Linked DNA regions of Mus musculus: region 1 is linked to region 2. Evidence: chromatin contacts called from public HiChIP or PLAC-seq data. All regions are on one chromosome and are shown on one strand. The core of a region is the stretch at or near the end of the contact, and the rest is flanking DNA. Distances in the headings are between cores, read along the strand shown. Region 1 overlaps Exoc6b (exocyst complex component 6B). Region 2 has its middle 150 kb from the start of Gm10445.

Evidence for each region. HiChIP or PLAC-seq counts read pairs in DNA pulled down with a chosen protein or histone mark.
Region 1: a contact with region 2 is called in a FOXA1 HiChIP or PLAC-seq map of pancreatic cancer cells. The contact joins two enhancer-like sites. A contact is called at or near these places in 2 of 115 datasets of contacts at active chromatin or transcription factors (the NIH/3T3 cell line and pancreatic cancer cells).

What each region holds. Positions count from the first base shown.
Region 1 is chr6:84,887,552-84,894,612 of GRCm38.p6, reverse strand. It overlaps Exoc6b (exocyst complex component 6B), which reads left to right. Exons shown (of 22, transcript NM_177077.2): 8 at 4,028-4,096. Among named protein-coding and RNA genes, the nearest start is that of Exoc6b, 180 kb to the left of the region's middle. Within about 2 kb of position 1,477, at least 69 of the 459 cell types and tissues checked have an H3K27ac peak or open chromatin away from gene starts, as enhancers often do. A contact at or near this core is called in pancreatic cancer cells, where this site is marked.
Region 2 is chr6:84,269,551-84,276,807 of GRCm38.p6, reverse strand. No RefSeq gene overlaps it. Among named protein-coding and RNA genes, the nearest start is that of Gm10445, 150 kb to the left of the region's middle. Within about 2 kb of position 3,712, at least 63 of the 459 cell types and tissues checked have an H3K27ac peak or open chromatin away from gene starts, as enhancers often do. A contact at or near this core is called in pancreatic cancer cells, where this site is marked.

The sequences.
Region 1 (7,061 bases), core at 228-2,727, 620 kb before region 2:
TTATGTGTAATAGTGCCTCCTTATGCTTGATGAGACTTTCCACCACCCATTCTCCATTCTCCTTTTACCTGAAGCAAGATCTATTAAAGAAGGAAAAGATAGCATATAAATCCATCCTCTCCTGGCCTTTCTCAAACAGTTTTATGATCGGAGATGTTAATTCTTTTCTTCTTGACTGTGTGATAGTCCACATTTACTCTAAATCTTCAAATCTTCAAGAAATAATATCTTTGTAGATACAAGATCATTTTCAGGTTTTATTAATTCCATTTATACATTTGCTTTTCTTATCCTGTATTCTCTTTTGCCCTTGAGTCATTTTGGTCCTTTATAGAGTAGCTTGTGTGCTGGATACTGGGGCATGCACATCATATGTAAGTGATGTTCAACAAGTACTCAGACAACAGTTGGAAAGTATTGGCTTAGTTGAAACTGTTATTGTCTGTATAATTGTGAAATGGAACTAACATGAAGTAATTGTTTCCCTGTTTGCTCCTGTGTTCAGTTGCTCTAACATCCCTTTTAATAGCTATTATTTGTATTGTTAAAAATGCTTGTTTCTTAACTTATATGACATTCTCTGGGGGTACAAATCATAGCTACAACATCTAAAATCTTACCAATGGTTCCTTTTTTTTAGAAAATCCTAAGTATTTGGCTGGTGGGAGGCATTTACTGCTCCTAGAACTGTTCAGGCAGTTAGACAGCTGCTGTCCTTGGTGATGAAGTGATTTCATATAAGTTCTTAGCAATAGATACAATGCATGGCTGTGCCCTGTGTACTGTTTGTGGTCACTGCTGGTATCTTCCTAGGTCTATTTGAACTTCTAGAAAAATACAGACTCCAGGGTCTTAATGTCTTGAGTTCCTGACTGCCAGGCACAGGAAATGTTTAACTATTTTAATCATGTTTTTGTAGCCCCAAAGAAAGTCTTTATAATAGGAAATGACAGGGTCCCACCACAAAGTTATCTCTTATCAGTTCCAGTCTCCGTGGATAATGATTTGTCAAATTTGGACATGTGTAAAATGCAAGGGCCCTGTTATTTACTTTGGAAAGGAAAAATTAGATGACGCTGATAAAAGAGTCATGGCTTTTGTTAGGAGACAGAAACCATTAGAGGCAGTCATTGTTAGCTTAGGAAAGTGTCCTTGGACCCCTCCCTGATGAAACCTAAATCTGCTTGAATCATTCCTTGCAACTCCAGGGGAGGGGAGGTGAAGGAAGGAGGGAGGAAGAACCTGTGAACTAGAGCAGCTTAGAGGCCAGACAAGCTGCTGCTAGTGCACCAGGCAGTTGCTTGTCCCAGAGCTCTCCTCCACCGGTGTTTTTAGATTTTGGAAAGCACATTCCATCTTGCAGAAGGGTGACATTCCTTCACGCAGTGCTTGTTGCTCTTCCCTCTTCCCTTCTGTAGATGTAAGTGATTCTTTTTCATTAGCAGAAGCAGAGAAAACACATCCAGCTCAAAGCAGCATGAGTCAGTGCATACTTGACATGCCTCTATCCTCACAGCACTCTCTGACTCTTCACAGTGCTCACTCCTAGTGTGCTCTCAGAGGGGAGCAGGGGGGAAAGGCTTTCTAAATACTGGGCTGTTTGTGGAGGAGGGAGAGCAGGAGCCTCTTTTTGTTCCTTTACTTTTTGCCTAGCGTTCTCTCTCTCTCTCTCTCTCTCTCTCTCTCTCTCTCTCTCTCTCTCTCTCTCTTTCTCTCTCTCTCTCTCTCTCTGTCTCGAGCTTTCCAAACGGACAGGTATGCATGTACTTAGGATAATTTCTATATGTTCGTTTCAGGACCATGAAATATTAGATCAAATACCTATAGTTCTGGACACTATAAACAGACAGAAAACAGATTTGCTGCAGATGACAGGATAGAACTTTGCCATCTTGTATGAGGTAGCTTTTAGAAAACATGCGTGGAGATAGACCAGTCCTAACCATTAGCAACAATGTCCTTTTTTGCTAAAAGGCCTGCAAGCTTATTTTTCGTGGTTCTCTAGGGAACTGCCCCTTACTATTGCTGTTCATTCTGTAAGGATGGCACTGACAGGTCAATGGCCAAGGTCCTGCCTGAGAATGGCTTCCTGTGGGTTCCTTTTTTGGGAGAAACTGGTTCTCTGACAAAGTGAACCTAAATAAACAAACTGTATGAAGACCCTGTGAAACAAGGCTGTGGCAGAAGGTGCTGCTCAGAATTAGGCAAGAAAATTCTCATCCTTTTATATATATCATAAGTGACCACATTGTTCTAAATAAACAATTCATTTCTTGTATACCATTTTTACTCTGTGTATTTTCTTTGTCTTTTTTCATGTCCATACATTATTTTTATGTAGTTTAAATTTTGTTATAAATCTTCAGTTTTTTCTTTTGATGTTGTGTTTACCTAGTGTTTAGCTCCTTTTTTTTTTTTCTGGCAAGATAAATTTCCTTAAAGTTTCCATGCTGCTATTATATAGAGGTGAGTGGTCACTTGAAATAAGAGATCCCATGGCAGAGCCTCTTGGCTCTCACAGCAGAAGCTTCATTAGGTATGGGATACCTAAGATTTGCCTGGTGGAGTGGAGCAGAAGGTAGAGTGCCAGGTGACCAGCCAGCGAGCATTGCAGTTGCTGTATAGAGCAAGGCCATTTGATTATGAGAAAAGTCCTGGTTAGAGAAGTTGTGCTCTGAGGAAGAGATAGTGTTTGCTTTAGGAAAGAAAGGGAGCCAGCTCTGCAACCATGAGCCAGCCTAACTCAGCTTAGATGTATCTGTTCTCTTTTTGTGCTGGTGATGTACCTAGTTACCATTGCCACAGGAAAAACCAGCCAGGTCTTTATTGTAATTACTTATGGACCTTTTCCACTTTCTCTCCCTTTTCGTTTCATTTTGTTTAGTATGTATTTTCAGGTCCCTGTTTATTCTTATTGAATCTGTGTATGACAAATGACAGCTTCCTTCCTTAGTTGAGGAACTGTAGATCACAGTTAGCTCTGACCGGCTTCTTGTCAGGCCACCAACAAACTCTGAATCCTGAGAGTTGATTTCAGTTCTCACTCAATTCTTACTTTTTATTTTAATGTGTACCAGTTTGGTCAACATATCATTCATTATTCACGTTAAAATCCTCAAGTAACTTCTTGGTTTGGCTTTTCCACATGTCACCTCATTTTTAATAAGGTGTCTCCTCCTTTCTGTGTTACTTCTTTATTTTGATGAAATATAGAACTTAAGAATTTTAATACTTGTACCCTTTAATAACTGGCCATTTTAAAACATCCATCTTGAGTAGCAAGTTTGGCTTTGACCACTGAAACTTGGCTTTATATAAACTCCATGCACTTTGGGAGAATTGGGTCACTAAAGTCACAGTTCCATCTTCGCACTTTCCCTGGTGGCCCTTGGCTCACATGTGTCTCTGAAGGTAGAGGCAACAGGTTTGCCATCTCATCTCTGTTGGACTCTGCCACCTGTACTCTGTCAGCAAGGTTATTAGTCTTGTGACTAGGGGAAAAGAACTAAGATTTTGGGGATCTCTCTCTCTCTCTCTCTCTCTCTCTCTCTCTCTCTCTCTCATATTTTGAGACAGAATTTCATGTACCTAAAATGACCTTGAATTCATGACCCTCCTGCATCCTCCCAAGTACTAAGATTACAAGTGTGCTTCCTACTTGAGAACATGATTTTAAGGTTTATTTATTTTTTATTTATGTGTATGTATGTCTCTGTACGTGTGTGCCAACTATGTATGGGTACTCATGGAGGCCAGAAGAGGGTGTTGTAGATCCTGGAACTGTAGTTGCTGGTGGTTATGAATTATATTATATAGGTGTTGAGAACTAAATTCAGGTCTTCTGAAAGAGCAGCAAGCACTCTTAATTGGGGAGTCATCTCTTCAGCCTGATAACATGATTCTTTTGAATCTTCCACTTATAGAGTTGGCTTGGAAAACAAATCACTGCTTGAGTAGTAAAAATAAAGTGAGCGCAGTTTTCCCCATAATAACTTTATGTGATATTTTTGTAATTGTATGTTTCTAGGTACCTGGGGCTCAAGACTTGGTGGATTTCTCTCCTGTGTATCGGTGTCTACACATATATTCTGTCCTGGTGAGTCTTTACCTGAGCATCCTAATAAATACGTATTAAATCTCAAATTCTGAGTTGTTATTATTATTACTTTATTTTTGAGCAAAGTATTGTTTAGCGAGTATTAACTAATTCCTCTGCTCTTGCTTGAGTCTTGTTTATATTTGCCTTGTAAAATTCAAACATAGCTGATGAGATTTCAAAGAGTCATCAACAGATTGGTAGGTTATGAGTAAAAATGTATTCAGATTTCTCTGTTTCAAATGTAACATATTTAACCTAGAATAACCTGCTTTTTATATATAGTAAAGGATTTATGAAAAGTATTTACATGTTTTGACAATCATCCCTTTTGTTCTGTAAAGCACCAGTAAAAGGGCAATAATGTGGTGTCACTAGACTGTGGAGTTGATACTGAGAGTGTAGGATATTGCAAACATCCCTCCAGTTTGTCTCTGTACTGCAAACTGTGTTTCATGCTTATTGAAATGAACATCTTCAATTTTGAGATAATCAGGCCCATTAGTTTTTAACTTATAGGTTATAATGTTTGAATGTTCATTTAAAAAAAAAAAACCTAAAATAAGCCTGAACAGACACACAAACAAGTAACTATTCTCCCAACCTCAGACCATCTTCCTCCAAAGCCTCCTGCTCCAAGATGACAACATTCCCTGACAGCATCTCTAGAGTTTTATTATTCACACTGTGCTGATGGAAATGGTAGTATCCGTTTACAGTTTTTAATACTTCTCTAATTTCTCTAGTGTATGAAATGGATTGGAATATGTGTGGGTGTCTAGGTAAGTGAGGGTTTATGCTGTAAATCACTGCCGTGCACCAGGATGGAAGTGCATTTCCACGATGACGGTACCATGGCAGTGCTGTTTACTGCCAGGTGCTGCCTTTTATAAGCTTTTCTACGTTTTTATGAAAACAGAACAAATTTGCCTCAAGTGAGAATTCTAACAGAGCAGTAAAACATTTTACTTGCATATTTACTGCCTGTGTGTATTAGGGTAGCCTAGCGCTATGCTTACGTGTGTATGAAATGGGAAAATAATTTCCTGCTACTGTAGTTATTGACAGTGAAATAATGTCAACTCAGTCCTTGGCAAATGAGTGACATGTAGTAAATGGCAGTTGTCTGGTGAGATGTTGTCATATGCTGATCCATACATAGATTTTCAGAAGCATGCACTATGAAGTATAGACATGTAGTCAGGAGGTCTAGATTCTTATTATCAAATAAATTGTCAATTAAAATTTATTTCTTAATTTACTATGAATATATAGATTTAACATTTTGAAAACTACAGTCTGTTGGTTTAGAAATGATCAAATTAGAAAACTATCTAATGGAACAGGATTCTATGCTAATTTGAAGTGTGAAATATTTGATACTGACAAATTTTCTGTAACAGTCTTTAAACCATTTTTACCTGAACTGCACAGGTTTTAGGACCATTCGTAGTGTTGCTAAGGTTTGGAAATTCACAGCTGATGATAGGTGTTTTGTAATATATATTTATAATTTAGACATTCTTAGTCTAGACTTATGGGGATTCTGAGTAAAACCTAACATCAATTTTACTAAAGGATGCTAATAGCATACATAACTTGGTGCTGAATTTATAGACCTGAGGATGTATTCTTGTCACTCGCAAAGCTGTGTTGATGTCAGATGTGCACATTACTTCATGGTAAAGTACAGCTTGTCACAGTATTAATGAGCATATTTAAAAATGTTTAATCAATATAAATATTTATTATAATGTTCCCATTTTCTAATATAGTAAACATTAATCTTAGGCCTTCAGCAAAAGAAAATTTGGGTACTGAAGAATGGAGAATAAACATCAACCATATAGCACTGCTTCCTTCTATTCCAATATTTGTTTCTCTTCCCTCTTCTCACCTTTCTGAGTGTGTGTTCTGCTGCACCTTGACCTTACTGATCAGTTTTATCTCTCAGCCTCTTAGTCTATTTTCTCCCTTTTATAGCATGGTTTTCTTCCTCTCTGCTAGCCTCTCTCTCTTATTAAAAAATTTATAGTAAGCCTTTATCAGCATTAAATCTGGGCAGATATCTCTCTCTGTGCTCTTAGAATCTACTTTCCTATGAACAACTCCCAGTGACTACTTACTCGGCTCTCTCTGTACTGCTCTTAACTCCAGCTGGCCAGCCCTCATGGCCATGACTTTAAGATTCTTATCCTATGGTGTCTTCTCCTCTCTCCACCTCTTTTTTCTCCTCATGGTCTCCTCACACCCCAAGCCTATGTCTCTTCTGCCCAGCTACTGGCTGTCTACTGGCATCTTTATTTAACCATTTGCTGCCTGCTTTGGTGTTTGTCAGCTCATCTTTGTGCCCTTCACTATTCCCAGAGTTCTGCTTGTGCTACTGCTCTGTTTCTTGCTAGAGGTGCATGCTCTAGATCTGGGCATGGGCTCAGCAGTAGAGTATGTGCTTAGCATTGAGTGAGGATCTGGGTTCTGTCTCCCCTAATGACGACAGCAACAAGCAAACAAACAAAGAAAACCACTGCACTCAACTTTATGGAGATTTCTACAGGTGGTGGAAACTTAGCATCAATGTGTCTCTTACACTTCACTGGCCCTGCAGGCTTCTGAATAAAATTAAGAAAGCCATATTTTTTTTCTTATCACCAGTTAGAAATCTACACTGTTATTGGGTTTTCCTGAGTATCATATCTTGACCTGTAGATGTTGTGAATATAATTGAATTTTATTATCATAGGCCATTGCCTTCATTCACATATTAATCATAGCTGGTTAAACACTCACTTTATTTCTCTACCCTAATAGTGAAAACAGTATTCCCTCTACCATCAGGGAGCTCCTGCCATGTCTAGCATGGACTACCTGCTTCATTTTACTGACCATCTATCTTGTAAGACACTGAAATGTCGAAGAACAAAGCCAGTCATGGCTCTTTAGAGGTCTTCCACATTTCCTATTGCTT
Region 2 (7,257 bases), core at 2,463-4,962:
AGCAGTAGCAATAGTAGTAGAAGAAGACCCCAAAATTAGCAAATTCAGAAGATGACATTTCCAACACGTAGGCATAGGGTAAAGAGGGAAAATGGTAGAAATATAACTATAAAAAAGAATGAGGGTGAGGAAAGGAAAAGAGGGGAGGGGAGAAGACAGGAAAAAGTGTGTGCGTGTGTGTGTGTGTGTGTGTGTGTGTGTGTGTGTGTGTGTGTGCATGCCTGTGTGTGTGTGTGTGTGTATGTCTGTATGCATGCACACACACACTTGTGTGTGTGTGTTTGTGTGTGTGCATGTGTGTTTGTGTGTGTGTGCGTGTGTGTGTGTGTGTGTGTGTAGAGGAGACAGAGATAGAGGTAAGGAGGAGAAGAAGTGAAAAAGAGAGGGAGAAAGAAAGGAGAAAGGCAAGGAAGGGACCATATGACCACAAGAAAACTTTCTATGATTGAAGAAAGAAACTCTCCAAATTGAAGTTCAGTTTAAAAACAAACAACAAAACCCCACCCTAGGACCCACTGCTGTGTTTTAGAATAACACGGACACAGAAAGGATGCTGACTGCTCCTTGAGAAAAAAGGCAGTCCAAAGGATGGAAAAACTCAACCTCATCTACAAGCAGAAGTAAAGCAGCCCCTGGCATTCTGCGTCTCCCCGAATTTTCTCTGTGGCTCCATTTCTCACAAAGCTAACAGAACAAATGCACTGTCAAAGCCAGAGACCCTAAGGAGGAAGCCTTATGTGACTGAATAAGCAAACAGTGTGGGGGTGGGGGTGGGGGTGGGGAACCTAGAGAAGGTCAGGGTCTTAATGAGGGAGGAGGGATGAAGCTATACAGAAGCCATGGAAAGAGTGGGACAAGACAGAACACAAGCACAAGTCCCAAACAGATACAACTCAAACTGAAAACAACAAATTATCTAGTAGGTTTGACCAATCATAAAGCTGTACGAATGATATTTTACACATCTTGGGAAATATGAAATACCTTAGATGCCCAACAAAATGTAAGCAAGTGGAGAAAAAAAACCAAGGCAATTACCAACTTCAGGAAAATGAAAAGTCCTAAGAATGGACTGTAATCATAGTACACCATTTGTGTCAACTGTAAGCACAATTTATAGCCATAACAAAACTCTAAAAATTATTTTAAGTAAGACCTTTGTGTCCCTACCTGAGAGCTTGTAACCTCAGAATCTGTAGGAGTCTCCTCTCAGGGCAGTGATACCTTCAGATTTGACTATAGCTCATCATGTTTCTGTTTCTTCAGTCAGCCAGATACAAAGTATACAGACTTCTCTACTCATTTAGGTCACTGCTGGGAGAAGCTGGCTATAGACTCCCCACCCCAGGACTGGAGCTGAGTTTAGCAAGCTTCTTGATTCAACTCTCAGCCAATACCTGGAGTCTGTTCATAGCGCTCTTGCCATGCAACTGAGCTCCACGCTCCAGTGTCTGGCTCTTCATAGTTGTACTCCTAATTGAGGGCTCTGCAGGGCCACTTCATGGGCTGAATGAATGAGTGGATCAAATGGTTTGTGGATGGTTCTCGCCCTTGCTGGGTGGTTTTGAAGAAGCAAGGCTTTGCTAAATTACACTAAAGTGGCCCTTCTTATCACATGATCTTTAGCATCACAAAGAACTTACAAGAACTACAGATTCTCAGGCCCCTTCTGAGACCCTGGCAGTGGGCCCAGCAGTCTGTCCTTGAGGAGCCTCCAGGTGCTTCTGACATCTCAAACTTGAGCAGCTGTGCAGTTCTCCTCACACTTGTGGCCGTGTCTAGCCCCAGGTTTTCTCACACATGGGTATATGAGAGTGAGGCAGAAGCAGCCATGACAAGAGACCACCAGAGATTCCATCTGGACTTGGCAGAGTTTGGACCCCATTGCCTGATGACTGGACTCAAGGCAGTCTGTTCTAGAGAAATGTGGCCTAATTTGGTTCTGCAGTAGGCAGTAGTTAATGCAGAGACTCCCAAAAGTCAAAGTCCTTTGAGTAAGTGACTGAGCATTCATCCCTACCCGGGACCTCTCTATCTACCCCACCAAGACTTGGGGAACACCACGGAAGAGAGGGCAGAGAGAACGTAAGAGCCCAAGGGTGAGGAGGGGTGCTATGAATGAGGTTTCTCGACATGGTGTGGCCTTTGCACTCATGAACTCAGTAGCCGTGGTTACCTGTCACACAACTGTGGTTACCTTCTCACACCTGTGGTTACTTGTCACACACCTGTGGTTACCTGTCTCACAGCTGTGATTACCTGTCACACAGCTGTGACTACCTGAAATACAGCTGTGGTCACCTGTCTCACACCTGTGGTTACTTGTCACACAGCTGTGGCTACCTGTCTCACACCTGAGGTTACTTGTCACACACCTGTGGTTACCTGTCTCACAGATGTGGTTACCTGTCACACAGCTGTGGCTACCTGAAATACAGCTGTGGTCACCTGTCTCACACCTGTGGTTACCTGTCACACAGCTGTGGCTACCTGAAATACAGCTGTGGTCACCTGTCTCACACCTGTGGTTACTTGTCACACAGCTGTGGCTACCTGTCTCACACCTGAGGTTACTTGTCACACACCTGTGGTTACCTGTCACACAGCTGTGGCTACCTGAAATACAGCTGTGGTTACCTGTCTCACAGCTGTGGTTACCTTCTCACACCTATGGTTACCTGTCTCACACCTGTGTTTACCTGTCATACAGCTATGGTCACCTGTCTCACACCTGTGGTTCCCTGTCTCACACCTGTGGTTACCTTTCTCACACCTGTGGTTACCTGTCTCACACCTGTGGTTCCCTGTCTCACACCTGTGGTTCCCTGTCTCACACCTGTGGTTACCTGTCTCACACCTGTGGTTGCCTGTCTCACAGCTGTGGTTACCTGTCTCACACCTGTGGTTACCTGTCTCACACCTGTGGTTCCCTGTCTCACACCTGTGGTTCCCTGTCTCACACCTGTGGTTACCTGTCTCACACCTGTGGTTGCCTGTCTCATAGCTGTGGTTACCTGTCTCGCACCTGTGGTTACCTGTCTCACACCTGTGGTTGCCTGTCTCACAGCTGTGGTCACCTGTCTCACACCTGTGGCTACTTATACAAGATCAAGTCAGTAAGACCAGTCAACACTCCAGCAGGCAGCACTGATCACACTCAGTGTGTTACAAAAGAAAGAGAAATAAGAAAAGAAAGGAATGGAGAGAACAGCAAGCCAGGAAGGGGGCACACTGCGGATATCTGGGGGTAGTGGAAGAGGGGAGTTGGGAGTAGCTAGGATCAAGATACACTGTATACATGTACAAAGTTCTCAAAGAATAATGTAGAATATTCAAAAATAAAAGTGAAGACCTTTTGTAAGGGAACAAAATGTGAGCCTGGTGTCTTCAAGTCCTGTAGAACTTCTGTGGCAGCAGCCCTGGGTCTCAGCAGCTCTAAAGACTTCCAGTTTAGAGAGGAAGATCCTGGACCAGAGAAGCCAAGGTGGGGCTTGGCATCTCACAGCTGAAACTCTGGGGCAGTAGACAAGGTGACACAGGACCTGAGGAGCAAGGTCAAGTTCTTTAAAGCCTTGGAGCACCTTGCCTATCCAGACCTCCCTCCCACTCCTGCCTCCTCCTGTCTTCCTCCTCAGCCTCCGAGGCAGAGCCAGCAGCCAGCTCCAGGCAGATTTATGGCTTTGGGCCATGAATAATGCAGGAGCCCAGCTCCCAGGCAGGAGCAGGCTGTAAATCACTGCAGACACTGTGCCAGGCTGTTTAATCAGCTGTCCCTGAGGTACCTCTGCATACTGAAGGAGGGCACCCTAGCCACATTCAGGAGTCCATTAATAAGACCCAAGGCTACAACCACTGACCTTTCCCTAGCTAGACCCATAGCAATGCCCTGAAAAGCAGAAATCCCCGGGAAGGCAGAACGGAAGGGCACAGATACAGGAGGAGGCTAGACCAGCCACAATCTGCGGTGCATGTCTGCTCCTAAATTCAGGACTCTGTGCCAGGTTGCAGAGGTCACTGACTTCACTGCCTAAGGGCTCTAGAAAGAGGGGTGTTGATGTACTTGGGCTGAAACACACCGCAGACATCACCCACTAAACCCTGCACTGGCTTAGATCTGTGTCCCACCACTAGGGGAACCTGCTTCTGATTTGTTCAAAGGCGTAATCTCAATGACAGACAGACACACACTCAAACATCCTTCCCAGTTCTGTCTTCTCTTGTTCACAATGTTAATCCCACCTCCTTCTAGAAACCCAGCCTTCCTAGCTCAGGGGCTACCCACCACCCACCATCTCTTCAGAGTACAATCATCCCTAGACTCTGCATCTCCAAGCTACTGGGAACAGAAGTCCAATGCTGCCCAGCTCACACAAGCTGTAGACACATGGAACTGTGGATGGGATTCTATGTGTTTGCCTCCAAGGTACATTTCCCATTAGTCCACTTTGGATGAGTGTTAACTATGCTCTAGAAGAAAGACCTCAGACAGGAGGGTTAATAAACCTATTAAAACTCTGACTCATGCGTCTTCCAGTGACCCTTGTTCCCCACTGGCAAGGAGCCTGTTACCCATAATAAAAGGGTATGCTCGGGCCTAGGAGCAGAATGGGTATGCACAGGGGAGCAGACTTCTGGAAATAGAGCTAGGAATTTTAGAAATGCATTAAGTCCCTGAACCATGTCTCCTGTCACATGACCTAGTCGGTGTCTCTGGAAATCTCACATGGAAAATTGGACTGAAACAGGGAGACACTGCTTCCCCAGGGAGGCGGGCAGGCTGGAAGATACTGATTAGAGCCTTCCGGGGGACCTCAGATGGGGGTTCCCTTGGACGTGCAATTTCATTCATGTGTCAGGTTGCCAGCACTGGGAAATATCCTTGAGACCCATTGATGAGAGACTGAAGGGCTGTCTGTCCTGGTCATAATCAGTCACTTCCTGCCTTGACCACTCTTCTTTCTCCAGACCGCTGCTGACTCCAAGAACGTCATGGCTCAGCACATGCTCAAAGCCACCAAACTGAGTTTACCAGCATCTCTGGGATGCCAAGGCAACAGAAGCCCACAAGCTCCCTACCCTTCCTACTTCTATGTGAAACCATGCTACATCCTTTTGCAAGAAGCACAGGCCCTGCCCTGTCCTTGGTGGGTGCCTGATTTGTGACCTTACTGTTGGCTACACAAAACATTCACTGCATAACCCAAGTGACCAGGCTTCATGGGAAGGGGTAAGTCTACAGCCCTTTATCATCTATCTCTGAGTGAGTCACTTAGCCATCCAACAGCTATCCAGGGCAGACACAGTTCATAGTGTGTGAAGATCAATTAAAACGGGCACCTTGGAGAAAATATGGCCATTCCCTTCCAAGTACTCCACAAGAGTAAGCCCATGCCAGCCTGAGGGCAACTTGGAAGGGGAGACATTATCATTATTCAAATTATTATATTCACATTGTTTTTATTTTACTGACAACTGAGACACAGAGAGGTTCAGTCACTTGACTAAAGCCATATAGCCAAGTAGCAGACATATTTTAAGCCCAGACTGATGGGTTTCAGACACCACTTATGCTCTGAGCAGACCCAGAGCCTGTTCTCTGTAAGAGCTCTCCTCTCTCAGGAGTTCTTAGCCTATGAGAGTGATCTATTGAGCTTCTAGCACGGCTCTGCCAGCTCTGGTGCCGTATCTACCCAGGCTTTCTCCAGCACAGAGGTGTTAGAGGAGAGAGGGCTTAATGTTCCCGGAGAACCATGGCTGTCATGTGAGATCAGGTGAGCCATGAGGGCACAGAATGAGCTGAGGGCTGGGTTTGCCCATTCACATCAGGACAGCATATGTAGGTTCTGTCTCATGGGCCATGGAGAGCCATTGAGGCTACAAGCAGGAATGCCTTAAGAGCCCAACCAAAGGGAGGTCCTGGACCAGGTTGGCCTGTGGCTGAGGACCCAGTGGTGGCTGCTTCCTGCGCCTGGCCTGGCCTGGCCTTTGCCTGCCCTGGCCTGGGGTGGGGCCAGGGGAGCCGGCCGGCTGTCTCCAGATGATTAAGGAGCTGGCAGCTACAGCATGGTCCGGGGAGCGGGAGCCAGCACAGCACAGTCTTCTCTCTTTCTTTTTTGGCACCAACCAGGCCTATTGATGTTTATCAGCCCATGTTTATTATTCTTAACGCTGTTCAGGATGTTCCTCCCGGCTGGGGAGAGTAAAGCAAGCCAGTGGGAGAACGTGGGGCCGTGACCTTGAACCTTGGCTCTGCTGCCACCCAGGCTGTGTCAGAGCCCCCCACTGGCCCAGACGCCTCATCGGACAGATTAAAAAGTTAAGGCCAGAAAGGGGGAGGTGGTTTGCCCAAGGTTGTAAGTGAATTGGGTGTAGAGGGTTGGTTATACGTGGAACTGAGCCTGAATCAGTTAAATTCCTACCAGCACCTGATCATTGTGTACTTTCCCTTACAAGCCCCCGATACGTGCTTGGTACCTTGTCCTGCAGTTGTCAATGTTTGCTAGAGGAGTGAGTTCCGGAGGATGAAGAAGGAGTTGTCCAGGGGATGAAGGCTGAGATGCAGGCAGAAAGTTGGTAGGAAGGATGTCATGGGCAAGACAAAACAGAAGCAGTAAGAATCTGAACTGTAGTGAAAGTTTGGAGCTAGGAACCATCTGGAAAACAGCAAGAAGACAGGAAGAGACAGGAAATGTGTCTAAAACCCAAGAGTCTTGGTCTGGGGAAATGGTTTAGTCGGGGTGGGTAAGTGCTACTGCTGTAAACATGAGCCCCAAGTTTAGTCCCCAGAGGCTACATGATTTGCCAGGCTCTGGCTCTAAGGCAGAGACAAGAGGGTCCCTGTAGCGCCAGCCCAGCATGATGGCTGGACAGATCTTATGGATTAATGTCTTGAATCTGTAGGCTTGTCATGAGCAGAGGTCCTGTGACTCCGACTCAAGAGTCCTGTTCACCTTGTCACTGCTGCTGCTGACTGCATTCAAATAATTGTACTCTGCCTGACAGGCTGGGAGGAGCGGTTGGGACGCTGGTCTGACCTCTCAGTAGGCACTGTCCATCTCCAGGGTGTGGGCTCAGGAGTTTTGCTCTGTTTTCTGTTACTCTTGCAGAACGCATGAGAATGGATCATTTATAGAGGACAGAATCTCCTTCTGTCTGGAGGCAAGATAGTCCAAGTTTGAGGTGCAGGCATCCAGTGACGTTGTGTTCCAGGCTCAGTCCTTCCTGTACCAGGCACTGGGGGTGTATGATGTGGGGACA